2 separate regions of the Sus scrofa genome follow, and region 1 is linked to region 2. Evidence: chromatin contacts called from public Hi-C data. All regions are on one chromosome and are shown on one strand. The core of a region is the stretch at or near the end of the contact, and the rest is flanking DNA. Distances in the headings are between cores, read along the strand shown. Region 1 holds the start of SLC41A3 (solute carrier family 41 member 3). Region 2 holds the start of ZXDC (ZXD family zinc finger C).

What was found. Hi-C and Micro-C count contacts between places; a contact is called where the count stands out from the background.
Region 1: a contact with region 2 is called in a Hi-C map of liver, with 2.9 times the contacts expected there. The contact joins the promoter of SLC41A3 here to the promoter of ZXDC in region 2. A contact is called at or near these places in 2 of 5 promoter capture datasets (fetal liver and liver), 3 of 47 Hi-C or Micro-C datasets (all in liver) and 2 of 2 datasets of contacts at active chromatin or transcription factors (alveolar macrophages and skeletal muscle).

What each region holds. Positions count from the first base shown.
Region 1 is chr7:53,739,520-53,742,337 of Sscrofa11.1, forward strand. It overlaps SLC41A3 (solute carrier family 41 member 3), which reads right to left and starts at 1,514. Exons shown (of 11, transcript XM_021098942.1): 1 at 1,293-1,514.
Region 2 is chr7:53,639,087-53,641,889 of Sscrofa11.1, forward strand. ZXDC (ZXD family zinc finger C) reads left to right here and starts at 1,310. Exons shown (of 10, transcript NM_001244222.1): 1 at 1,310-2,213. The coding sequence starts at 1,310.

The DNA of each region.
Region 1 (2,818 bases), core at 264-2,763, 100 kb after region 2:
CTGGGCAGGGGGCAGGGTCCCTGCAGGGTCCTTCTTCATCTCCTCAAATTAGGTGACACTGGAGCGATGCTTTCCCTCCTTGGTCTTCTTGGAACCCTAGGACAGTGTGACTGCTGCTGCACTGATGCCCTGCAGACCAGAGGGGGGAGAGGCCCGAAAGCCAGCCCCCTGCACTCCAGGGCCCACTGCAGCCTCTCTGCATGCCCATCTGCAAGGTCCCCTCAACCTCTGTGGGGTGGGAAAGGAACATGCTCTGGACTTGCCTCAAAAACAAGCCCCCTTGACCTCATGTTACCGTCTAGCCTCACGCTTCCCCTCTGCCCTTCAGGACACACTTACAGAAACACAACCTCATGCTCTCTGTGCTCACACCCTTCCTCCCTGCAGGTGGCCTGAGCCCAGCCAGTGCTGACCAGCATGACACCAAGAAGCCCCGAGACCTCAGCACCCATCTCTGCAGACGGCCTCTGGTGGCCCCAGGGCCAGCACATCAGGTCTGAGGCTGGGGCACCCCAAAGCAGGGAGGCAGGACCACTCCTGACCACTGATTGGGAGGGAGACGCTGGGACAAATAGCTCCACTGGGCTCCCACTACCTGGCTTTGAGGCCACTGCCTTTGGGCTGCACAGGTGCCCCGCTTCAGAGGGACCCCCTGGAGCCGCCTGCAGGGTTGGAATCTCAGCTCTCTGTACTGTACCTGTGTCCTAGTTACAGTTAAATTTCTGTGCCTCCACAGGGTGCAAAGATGAAGTGGAATAAAGCACTTGCATCACAGGACGCGTGGCCATCTCCCACCCCTGGCACAAACCCCTTAGAGGCTCTACTGTTTGAGGTCAGCAGTTTTAACCCCAGCAGCAGCAGAATCACCTGGAGGAGCCATAAAAGGCAAGCAGAGCTGGACCCACCTGGGTAGTTTCTGATCAGTGATGGGGGTGGGGATGGGGATGGGGGTGGGGGAGGGGGGCGGGCCAGGTGGCGCAGAAATAGTAGGGGGGCGCTACCTGAAGGAGGGCTTTGGGCTCATCAGTGTCCCCACCCTGTTCCTTCGCCCCGACCCCCCTTTCCCGCCACGGGCAGCCCCCTGCTCCCCCAGCCCTGCCTCCTCTACTATGTCTGTCCTGCCCCCCCCACCCCGGGCCCTCCGACCCAGGGCGCCCTCCGCGCACCCCGCCACAGGCCCTGCGACCCCGAGCCGCCACCCCTTCGCGCACCCCTGCCCGGCCCCTCCGACCCCCGGGCTGGCCCCCTCCGCGCACCCGCCTCGGCCACACAGGGCGCAGAGCACCGCTTACCGGATGCCCTCAGGCGGCGGCGGGAAGCTGCTAGGCGGGCGGAGGAGCGCGGCTGCTTGGGCCACGGCGAAGGCGGGCGACAGCCCGTCCTCAAAGCCCGCCCCCGGGCCAGACCAGCCCCGCCCGCCCCCGAGACCCGGTGTCCCCGCCCTCAGGCCCTCAAGTTCTGGTGCCGCCCTCTGCCCGCTGGGCAGCGCGGGGCCGGAACTCCCAGCGGGGCTCTGGGACGGGGAGGGGCTGGGCGGGGGGAGGCAGGGCCTTTGGGGCGGGGCGGGGCGGGGCGGGGCGGCGGGGGGAGGGACGGGCCGCGCTGATCACCGCCCACCTCCCGGGGTGCAGGGTGGGATCCTCCAGGTGGGGAGGCGGTCCTGAAGTTTACCCGCGCCGCCGGATTCCTTGGGATTCCTGAGGCGAGGCCCCCCCACCCCTGGGGGTGGGTGTCTCCCGAGGCGGCTGCAGGGGAGCCGGATCTGCCCAGAGAAGGGGCATGAGGACCCGCTTTTCCCAGTCGTATCCGGGTATCCGAGTGGCGAAGTGGCCCCGCACGCATTGGCACGCTGCGTCCTGCTTTGTTTTTCCATCTAAATCCCACCCCCACACGGGCACACATATTTTCTCCAGTAATTTTAAAACAGGCAAATATCACCTTTAAATACTTGAGTCTATTTATCTAATCGATAAGGTCTGTTTTTTCAAACATTCCCATAATGTCAGTATCACCCCTGACAAGGTAACAGTATCCGGCCGGTATAGTTTTCGCCAATGGACTCAAAACTGTCCTGTTGGCCTGTTCTAGCCAAGGTCGCAAGAGGGATGAGAGATTTGGGGGGGGTCTGGGAAGAAGCGCAACTGCGGGGTTTGCTGGAAGCCTGTTCAGGGTGAGAGGGAAGTTGAATCGTAGGGTGGAAGCCACCCAAACAGGTGGAGGCCAGGTATTTAACAAGATCTGGTAAATGCTGCAGGATACTATTTCAGCAGAGCAACTCTGCATGTGGAAACATCCTCCAGGGTCACAACACACCCACACTGTATTTGGGGGGGGCCTGTGGCCTTCTTAACCTATACCTGGTTTTGGAACTGCACACACACCTTCCCAGGCACCTGGGCTTCAGAGGGTCAGCTATCCTTTGGCCCCTCCTGCCATCTCCATGGCACAGGAGTCATATCCTTTTTAGCCAGTAGTCCTGTTTTCTAGGCCATGCTCCAGCTACCCCACTGACTCCAAGCACCTTGTAGGATGTGTGCCCAGATCAGTGCTCTGGAGAGGAAATGGGTCCAGGAGCAGGGCCTATTCCTTCCCCAGTGGCCTCCCAAGTTGGTTGTCAAGGCCAGAAATTCGAATGACTCCATTTTACAGCTTGTTTTATCTGCAGTTCCTATGAAAACAATTGGCTTGTGGGCCCCTACTGGTACCCTTGCCCTGGGTTCTGTAACTTTTGGGGGGGGGGATTGTCTTGCTTCAGTATAGTTACAGGCACAAGAAACATTTCACTTCATTCTTTAAGAAAAATAAAACCAGGAGTTCC
Region 2 (2,803 bases), core at 60-2,559:
TTTTTTCTTTGGAAAGATGTCTGTTAACGTCTTTTGTGTATTTTTAAATTGGGTTGTCTTTTTGTGATTGAGTTACAAGAGTTTTTTAAAAAATATTTTGGATAGTAGATCCCCATCAGATATATCACTTGCAAACTTTTCTCCATTTTGTGGATTATCTTTTCACTTTCTTGTTTGTATTCTTTGACCCAAAAGAGTTTTTAATTTTGATGGCCAATTTGTTTCTTTAATTGGTTGTGCTTTTGGTTTTTAAATCTAAGAAACCTGTCCCCTAATCCAAGGTCATACAGATCTACATCTATGTTTTCTTCTAGTAGTTTTGTAGTTATAGCCTTTATATCCATTTTGAGTTGCTTTTTGCCTTTGGTAGGAGGCAGAGGGCCAAACCCATTCTGTTGTACGTGGATATCCAGTTGTCCTAGTACCCTTTATTGAAAAGGTTGTCCCTTCACTGAATGGTCGTGGAGCAATTTGTATTTTGGCACAAATCCTTATGTATATATGAGGATGTGTCCTATTCTTTTTAATATTATTGAAGTACCTTATTCTTAAAGTACTTTAATAATCAAGCATTCATCAATTCAATACATCTACTAAAAGTCCTCTCTGCTCGCCCCCGGTCACAGCTGTGAATAAGAGGACAGGGCTCCTGTCCTCACGGGGTCCTCATTTTAGAGTCACGATGAATTAGCAGGAAAGGGACGATAAAACTACTGCCACTGAGAGCTGTCAAAGGAAGAGGGGCGCTGCGAGAGTGCATTTTGGAGACAGACTTGCCTAAGTGCAGTCTCTAAGTTGGAACCTGCTCGTCCAGCGGGAGTGGGGGACGCATGGGGCGGTGGGACTGCAGAGAGGGGTCGAGTTGGGGAGCAGGTGCGGCCGGACACGCGTTTCGGAAGACCAGCAGCGCGACCTGCAGAGGAGCGACTGGGGGGCGGGGGCGGGGGCCGAGAAGGCCGCGGTGGGTCCAGGCAGGTACCAGAAGCGAGGGGAGGCTGGTTGAGTTGGTTGGACCTCTAACCGCAGGTCCCCCGCGCTCAACACGAGCGGCGGGGGAGCGAGGGGGGCGTGACCCGGCCGGGATTCTACCAACCCCGGACCGCCCGCGGAGAGAAGCCCTGACGTCACGCGCCCCGGTGGACGCCCTCGCCCCGCCCACCGCCCCGCGCACGCGCGCCTCGGGCCGGGCCTGCAACGCGCCGGGTTTTGGCGTTGACCCGCGGGCGTCGCGCACGGCGTCGCGCACGGAGGGCGTGAGGGTGGGGCGGGGCTTCCGGTGAGGCGGTGGCTGGACGCGCTGTGGCCCAAGATGGACGTGCCGGCGGTGCTCGCCCCCCCGGCTCCGGCCCCGGCCCAGCGCGGACCCCAGCTCGGGGGCGGCCCCGGTCGGACCCGCAGAGCTCCGGGCCCTGCGCGCCGCCGTCTCCTGCTGCTGCGGAGCCCCGAGGACGACGCGCAGGGGCAGCAGTGCGGAGAGGCCCGGCCAGCGGGCCCCGGCGGCGGCGGCGGCGGCGGCGGAGGCGACTCCTTCGTGGTGCTGCTGGAAGTGGCGCGCGGCGCGGCCGAGGCCCCGGGGCGGCTGGAGCCCGAGCCCGAGCCCAGCGTCGCCGCGAGCCCGGCCGGGCGCCCAGCGCAGGCCCTCGGCGGCGAAGCCCTTGTTTCCCCTACCGGCGCGCCTCTCGCGAGCCCCGGGGCCGCCGGCGGCCAGGACCTGGTGGTGCGCTTAGAGCGCGGCGTCCTCGCGCTTGCTGCACCGCCCCGGGGTTCTCCGCCGGACCGGGAGGCCGCCTGTCCGGCCGAGGCCCGCCGCGCGCCCGCCGGTCCCGGCTACCGCTGCCCGGAGCCACAGTGCGCTCTCCTCTTCGCCAAGAAGCACCAGCTCAAGGTGCACCTGCTGACGCACAGCGGCGGCCAGGGCCGGCGGCCCTTCAAGTGCCCGCTGGACGGCTGCGGCTGGGCCTTCACCACGTCCTACAAGCTCAAGCGGCACCTGCAGTCGCACGACAAGCTGCGGCCCTTTGGCTGCCCGGTGGGCGGCTGCGGCAAGAAGTTCACCACCGTATACAACCTCAAGGCGCACATGAAGGGCCACGAGCAGGAGAGCCTGTTCAAGTGCGAGGTGTGCGCCGAGCGCTTCCCCACGCATGCCAAGCTCAGCTCGCACCAGCGCAGCCACTTCGAGCCCGAGCGGCCCTACAAGTGCGACTATCCCGGTGAGCGGCGCGGCGGCGGGGGCCAAGCACGCGGCGTTTCTTCTTGCCGGGTTTTGGGGTTGCACCTGAACCCTGCGTTGCTGCGAGGTTGGGACAGCGAGGTAGCCCAGATCGTCTCAGCGCCCTTCCCAGGCTGCAGGCAGCGCTTCTCTTAAGGTGCTTCCGGTTAACGGGGTCGCAAGGTGTCTTTCCAGAGGTTTGAGTTTCCAGGCAGGTCTCATCGTTTAGAAAAGCTCGGTCCCACTTTCAGGCTCGCGCTCCGGGCTGCAGGGCGATCTGGCCCCAGGCGAGACCTTAGGAGCTGGAAGGACAGTCGCGGGTGTATGGTCCTTGTTTTTGTATCTCGAAAACCTTTATTTCCTTTGGACTTCACAGTTTTGTGAGGTTCTGGAAGTCGTCCTCATCTTCAGATGAAGAGACTGAGGCCGAGCAAGGCGGATACAGTCCGCGGAGGGGTCTTTCTCCGCTCTGATTGCTGTTGAACTCTCCCTGGGATAGATTTCTGCCTGGGAAGCCGAGGGAGTGCTGGTGGGTGAAGCTGCCAAGCCAAGGCAGGGAATGTGAGCTGTCGTGGGGCTGGGGGAGGAGCT